Linked DNA regions of Rattus norvegicus: region 2 is linked to region 1. The links are chromatin contacts, called in public Hi-C maps. All regions are on one chromosome and are shown on one strand. Each heading gives the region's core, a stretch centred on a gene start, on an enhancer-like site or on the middle of the called end of the contact. The rest is flanking DNA. Distances are from core to core; before and after follow the strand shown. Region 1 holds the start of Map3k5 (mitogen-activated protein kinase kinase kinase 5). Region 2 overlaps Map3k5 (mitogen-activated protein kinase kinase kinase 5).

Region 1 (3,687 bases), core at 659-3,158:
TATTAGCTAAGGGTTTAAGTTTTTTTTTTTTTCCCGGGGCTCCTAGGAAAAATAAGCCCACTCTATCATTGCAATAAAAATAAGCTCAAGTTTTAATTTGGCTTTTTCCCCCTCTCCTATCATTTGGTTCTTTGAAGATTCTTCCAAATTATAATCCAAAAATAAGAGTGCTATAATTTTTAGAAAAGCTATGTTTATTTAACTTTTATAGCTAGCCACCCCAAGAACCAAGCTATAATATTTTATATTCATGTTCAGTTATGAAGACCCAGACTGTTTAAAAAAAAAAATACCCAAACCAGAGAGTCTTAGTTTATTTAGTCTGGCTTCCTTAACATGAAGTTCTTCTTGTTCTTAAAATATTCAGCTCTGGCTGAATTCCAAAGCAGACATAAGCCTACTTCAGGTGTTTTTGAAGAGGCTGTAAGAGAATTAGATTGAAATATAAAACCCGTGATCACAAATGTTAAGAAGCTTACTGTATTTGAAGAATGGAACCAGGTTTCCCACCACAATTATAAAAATTAACACGTCTGTTTACTTGATCCCATTGGATCTCAGTAGCACGCTACCATTCCCAACATTTGCTAACAGACAGCTAATTGGTTCAGTCATTAGGACTCTCTAACAGTTTTGAAATCTGAAATGGACTAAATGGGGAGCCATCCCTCCCCATGTGGATTACTTTAGCAATCACTTTAATGGCCAACCGAATCGGTCATTAAAATTGCATAGGAACTCTTTAAATGATGTTAAACTATAAACTCTTCCACCCACCACAGTATCTGAGGTAATAAAAAAAAAACTGGTTCTTTTGGCAAGACTCTAACAAAGATCACACACATTTGGTGTGTTTTCACAGTACTTTTACTCTAACATGTAGTTATTTGACAGTTTAAAGTGGTAACGAGGACGGGAAACTGAAGCCACCAAAACTCCAAGGTGAAATGAGTTGGGGAAGGTCACGCTACGCTTTGAAAGCTCAAAGGAAACCCTGCCGCATGCTGGCGTTTCTGTACTCCCAAGACTGCACGGCGAACAGAACATCACCTCAGAGGGCCACAGGTGTGTGCAAAAGGAAACCCTAACTATACACTCACTAACTGAAGAGAAGTGACTGAAGAAGTTATTCGCAATGGGGGGGGGGGGGGTGTTTGAGCCTTGCACTTAGACTCAGGGGCTTCACTGCCGGATAGCGAATAAATCAGCGGACCTCCTGCCCAAATACAGCCTCTTGCACCAGCACACCCTCTGCTAGGAGCAGCCGGCCTGAACAGTCCTGCAACCCCTCTCGCCGCTCCCAAGGTGGGGCGTGATGTAAATAGGAAGCTTGCTTCCCGCCCACGAAAAACAAAACAAAACAAAATATTCTCCCAGCCCCACCCCCACGAAGACAGCCAGGGGAAACCCGGTGGGCACCGCAAGGAGCTGCCACTCACCAGCGTTGTAAAAACGGTCCAGCACGGTGGTTTCCCCAAAGTCCAGCTTCCCGAAATGCAGGGTCTCCAGGGTGGCGCCCACCGCCTCGCACGCCTCCCGCAGGCTCTGCAGGGCCTCGCTCTCCGCCACCACCAGCTGCCCCTGGCTCGCCTCGTTGATCACATACGCCACGGTGGTACGCCGGCCGCCCCCGCTGCCAGAGTTGCCCCGGCCTCGGGTGGCGCTGCTCCCGGGGGCGGTGGTAGGGCAGCTGGTGCCAGGAGCCGCCGCGCTCTCCACGTTCCAGAAACTGCCCGGCGGTGGTGGCGGCGGCGGCATAAGCAAGGGCTGCAGGCTCGGCTCGCCCTCCGCCGCCGTCGCCGCTCCTCCTCCCCTCCGGCAGCTGCCGCCCTCCGGGATGGGGCAGAAACCCGCGGACAAAATGGGCGGCACGGAGAAAGTGATGCCCTCGCCGGCTTCGGTGCCCATCTCTACCTGCCGAGCTGCCACGGCGGCGACCCCGGGGTCTCCAGTCCTGACGCACCGTCTGGCCAGCCACAGCTCCGGGCTGCTCCGAGCGCGCCGGGCTAGGCAGCTGCCATCGCGCGCCGCGCCTTCGCCGCCCCGCCGCCGCCTCCGCTCGGGCGCCCGGTCCCCCGGGGCCACGCCGCTGCCCGGCGGCGGCTCGCCCCTCCTCGGCGCCTCCGTGGCCACGCCGCTCGCCCGCTGCAGGGTGGAGAGTCCACGGGGTGGGGACGCCGGCCGCGGCGAGCGGGAAGGGATAGAGCTTCCTCCTCTTGGCGGGCGGACCAGTCGGCGGCCAACCTGCGCAGCCCGGCGGCTCAAGGGCGCCGCGCTGGGGGAGCCGCAAGCTGTCGCTTGCCGAGCGCCGGCCGGGCGAGGGCGCCCTCTGGGTGCTGCGCTACCTGGAGAACACCTTACGCGCGGTGGGCGGGCTGCCCCGGGGCCGCGTCCCGGAACCGCGGTGGCCGCTCCCGAAAGGACCCGCCTCTCAGCTCCGCCGCAGCTCCCTTGCACCGACTCGGTCTCCTCCTTCCTTCCCTTCCTCTTTCACCGGCTCGCCGCGCCCTCCGAGTCCCAGCGACTGTCTCGCAGCCGCCCGTCCTCTCGGCTACCCGCCTCTGGCCGCCCACTCGTTGCTGCACGGAGAGCCAGGGCCCGCCCCTGGGGAGGGAGCTGCTGGGAAGCTGCAGCCTGGACCGAACCCACTGCTCCGGGACCTCAGAGAACCGGGAAAGAAGGCTGAAGCTCCGCGCGCGCCCCGCTGCGGGACGGCGCGAAAGAAGCGTCTCTAACCCGCACGGTCTGGGTCAGCCCGCCAGGCGTTTGCAGCGCTGGGCTCAGCCACGGCGCCTCGCCCGCACGGGTCGGCTGGTGGGCAGCGCGCACTCGGACCGCGCGTGGCGCTGGAAGCCCCGTGGCTACACGCGTGCCGAGAAGCGGGAGGATCCAACAATCGTCCTACAGCCCAGGCCTTAAGTGGAAAGTGGTTTATAAGTGACAGGGGCGCTAAATTTAGAAGTGGTTGGCTAAATTTATCGTGGCAGCCGCTGGTACTTTTCATTGTAAAATTTCCAGTTGCTTACGCTGTTGTCGTTAATGAGTAATTGATTGGCTCCAGGGTGCTGAATGATTTAATATTCTCATATAGCATCCTAAAGACACCCCTCCCGCAAAATGCCACATACCCAAGATAGGAAATACATGGGGAAATTATCATCCAAAGTTGAGACAGTGAAGTCGATCTATTTCATTTTTAAAAACTGAACCACACACAGAAGAAACGGGTGGGTTGTTTGAATGTAAAGAAAAAGGCTCGCGCTTATTTTGGAAGCAAAACCAGATGTGCGAATTCCCAGAGAACTCTGTCGGAATGCTGCAGGTCGTTTTAGGAAAACCAAAGCAAGCTGCACTACGTAAAGGATTTGGATTGCCTAACTTGAGGTTAGTAAGACATAAAAGAGGCAAAATGCAAATTGATGTCAAGCTCCCCCAACGCCTTACTTAACACAGCATTAAGTAAGGGGAATCTGGAGGGAAGGGACACAGTCAGACCAGAGCAATGCCTAATTCTTAAATTTGTTACAGCATTTTATTGATAGTTTCCAAATTATAACGTCCTTTTTTAATAACTTTATTGTACTCCCAAGCAAACTGGAAGCCTGGGAGACTCGTCTGTCCCTCCAATACCTTTAAAACCGTCACCAAGTCCATTTTCTAGTGAATGGCATGGTAACATCCGGACAT
Region 2 (3,687 bases), core at 350-2,849, 200 kb before region 1:
TATCATCCATCCTTAGGACTGGGACTTGGGACTCACTCAGATCTAAGTTCTTACCCAACAGTCCTGCACGCCTGACCTGCTTCCTTCCCTGTGGACTGCGCCTCAGCAACCTCCCCAACGTCAGAGGAGGAACTGTTCGGCTGTTTTGAAAGACCATCCTGTTTGACTTAGCACTGACATTCTTAGGCTTCGTCCACAGTTACGACCCGTGTCAGAATTTCTTTTTTAAAGATTGAACAGCACTCCCTTAACACCTGGACTGAGTCATCTACCTCCCGGTTCACAATGGCTGGGCTGTGGGTAGAGAACCAGGTGGAAGATGGGAAGTGGTGGGTGAGCTGCAAACTCGTGCCAAGAGTCAGAACAGCCGCCGCTCAGTCTTTCCCTTGGTCCAGACTCATCCACACCACCCAGCTTAGGGGAGGGCCAGTCTGAGGACGTTCTCATAGTAGCTGCTCCCAAGGAAACGAACTACTTCTTGGGCTTCACTTGCTCCGGGAAATTCTTTCAGACGGAGTTTGCAGTACCTCCATTTCTTAAATCGATCGGCCTGCTTATGCGTCTAACCGGTCTACCTCTTAGGAAACTGGAGTATTTCAAGTGTGAGTCCTTTTTACCCACGACGTGCCTACACAGCCTCTCATTATACAGAGCCTTGCTCAATGCCTCATTGCACAGCACATTACTCAATGAGAGCACTGGACAGGCAAGGAGGAGAGCAGGGGTGAGTGAGTTTCATGTCCGAGTCTGACCTGGGCTCCAGGCCCAGGATTACAGCTAAATAGCTCTCATTCTGAACTCTCCGGCCAATTCGCTTCCAAACCTCTTGCCCAGAAGCCAATGTGTGGGCAAGCACAGATCAGCTACATCGTTCACTCTGTGGCAGATGGCTGGGTTTCCACACTTGCAGTGTAAGCAGGAGGCCTTAGCATTTGATGTTAGTGACAGGTGCGCTACCAGCTGCTTGGATCCTCTGTGACCGCAGTCCAGTCAGGAATCTAGTCCTGTCCCTGCCCATGGTACAGCAGAAAGACCAAGCAGTTTCCACTCAGAACACCAGTGCCTGATGAAGGATGGAGATTTGGTTTGGAATGGAGGATGCTTCTTATTTCAAATACAAATGTCAAGAAACCATCTAACACAGGAGTAATACATTACTACGGATTAACTTCTAAATTTTAAATAAAACCACACAGTGTGGTTTCATTATTCACATAACAGGTGCCCTCAAGATACTTTCCCCCTGCCTCCCGTACCTCGTAAGGGTGTCTGAGAGTGGCTCACGAGGGTCTACAGAGAAGCCTCACTCAGGAATAAGAGGAAAGGTTTTAAACCAGACTGGCAGAACACCCTCTAGCTTGTGCTGCATAAGACTGTCAGCTATCTCTCATCGGAAGATGATTAATTTCCACTCACCGACTGTCTGTTCTCTGAACTATAATTCTGGTGGGAAAACAGTGGATACTTATGAAATGAATCTGTTAAGAAAGTTCTCTATGGAAAGCAGAGGAAAGCCTTGGGGGCGGAGAGGAGAGATCACCAGTCATCAACAGTGAGCATTCCCAGGTGTAACCATGCATTTCTCTCAGCGGCCAGGAGATGGCGCTTCCTGTACAGCATTGTAAAACATGACTTAAGTTCAGAGGCCAGAGAGTAACCCACCACATAACCCTGAAGAGAAACCCAGCCTCGGGAATGTCTGTAAGTCTTGCTGTTTCCCTTGGTGGCAGCTGTGTGTCTCTCTTGCCTTTGAGGGAACTCATTCAATGCCTCACATCTATCATCTGAAGAGAAGGCAGTTTATCGAGTAAATGAAAGGGAACAGAATTTAAATTGTGACCCGTTTCTGCAGCGGAGTTTGTGGGGGAAACCACGGCACATGCACTTACCGCATCCTGGAAGCCAAAGAGGACCACCTGCACCTGGCTGATGCCATGGCTGTCGAAGTCCAGCTCCAGCTTGAGCCTGGACAGTGTAGTGGCTATGATTTTCCGGTCAGTGGACCTCACAAACTCTCTGAGGCTTGAGATGAGAGTTGTGATGTGTTCCCACTTGAGTTTAGGCTCTTCAGGACCCTGAAAACAGAACCCACAAGGCCTCAGTCACTCCACACGCCGCTCGAGCTGCCGTGCTCACAGTCTTTCCTCAGAAGACCTGAGCTCCACAAGACCCCCTGCTCAGGACAAGGAGCCTGTTTGGAGCTCTAAGGCTCCCGACAGTAGCCATCACTGCTGCCAGAAGTAACCAGCCTTCGGAGAAATAGCTATGCCCACGCTGGCGGGCTAGTAGCCAGGCAAAGGCCCAAACGGGGTTAGGCTGAGGTGATGAGAATTCTGCTCTCAGAAATTTTAATTGGACACTAACGTGAGACAGAGGCACCGAGCCACGGAATGTTAATGTCAGAGTCAGACGGCCGAAAGGTCACGACCCAGGTCAGGGAAGCACCCAAGGACACGGTGGAGGGGCGAGGGCGTGTATAGATACAGGGGAGTAGAGAATGACAATGGGTAGGGAGAAGAGGAGATAGAACAACACAGAACCAGCAACAGCCAAACAAAAGCAAGGAGGGAAGGAACAACTGGAGCTTTATGTCTCCTGGATTCACACACCAAGGTTCCTCTCTGCCAGGCTCAGCCGGGTACCAATGGGCTACCTCTCTCCTGGCTGTGTGTATCTATCAAAAGGTGTGCCTGGTCCATCCACTGCCTTTAAGTCAATTCCTTGTCACAGAAGGGGCCAGCTTGGACACCACCGCTGGAACCCCGCCTTAACAACAATGGGTAATCAGTTATTAAAAAAAAAAAAAACAAGGAAACTTTTACATATTTAAATAGACCTCTTTCAAAATGATTTATTTTATTTTATTATTTTATTGTGAGTAAGACACAGTGAGCCGGGAGAGAAAACGTAATTTAAAGATGCTGTTTATCCTCATTTAACTTCAAGAACCACAAGAATTTTTATTAAGCTCCTTTCTATTTCCTATTGCATTTTCTTACTGTATTATTAAAATTATGTTTCTCCACCGGGCCAATAAAATTCCCATCATCCGAATTCCGTGAAAATTTTCAAAAAGTACCCTTACCTTCTTTCTCTACATAAATTCTTGATTTGGGAGCTTGGTCCCATGTTTTAGGTTCTCCTGAGAAAAGTCTAAACTGAAAGGCCTGAAGGCCGTCATTAAAGAAACATTTTAAAATTGCGAGGAGAACAATTACCCGCTTTGTTTTTTTCTCACCGCAAACTAAATGACAGCCAGAGGGACGATTCACAGGCAACTTTGTAACAACAGGAAAACATCAGGAGAGAAACCCCAAGTTATTCTACAGGCTAGGAGGGCAAACATTTGTTTTTGACATCAGGTTTGTTTTCAAAACAGCAGCCGCAGCAGCAGCGACATGTTGCCTATGGTTTATGGATGTGTGTGTTGCTGTCCTCTACAAGAACAGACTCTACCCTGGGGAATGCTTCCTGTCCAGACTATCTCATCCCCTTGGCCATCACTACTCTGTCCTAACTCCAGGCCCTCTGTGCTATGTCATTAGACGGCTTTCCTTTCTGAGCGAGGGCGTTCTGCAGGGTAAAAGTGCCTCAGAACCATGGCAGCATTCAACAAGGAGCCTTTCCCATGAATTAGTATTCATAGGTTTTCTGCAGAAGTCCTCTCTAGTCTTGTGTGTGTGTGTG

The links. Hi-C and Micro-C count contacts between places; a contact is called where the count stands out from the background.
Region 2: a Hi-C map of kidney shows a contact between it and region 1, with 2.8 times the contacts expected there. The contact joins the enhancer-like site here to the promoter of Map3k5 in region 1. A contact is called at or near these places in 8 of 12 Hi-C or Micro-C datasets (the Rat2 cell line, Schwann cells, frontal cortex and 5 more).

Annotation. Positions count from the first base shown.
Region 1 is chr1:16,504,185-16,507,871 of GRCr8, reverse strand. It overlaps Map3k5 (mitogen-activated protein kinase kinase kinase 5), which reads right to left and starts at 1,908. Exons shown (of 29, transcript NM_001277694.1): 1 at 1,440-1,908. The coding sequence starts at 1,908. It overlaps LOC102547411 (a long non-coding RNA gene), which reads right to left. Exons shown (of 4, transcript XR_005497305.2): 4 at 2,494-3,687.
Region 2 is chr1:16,705,948-16,709,634 of GRCr8, reverse strand. It overlaps Map3k5 (mitogen-activated protein kinase kinase kinase 5), which reads right to left. Exons shown (of 29, transcript NM_001277694.1): 23 at 1,890-2,075. Among named protein-coding and RNA genes, the nearest start is that of Map7, 44 kb to the left of the region's middle. Within about 2 kb of position 1,599, at least 13 of the 93 cell types and tissues checked have an H3K27ac peak or open chromatin away from gene starts, as enhancers often do. A contact at or near this core is called in kidney, where this site is marked.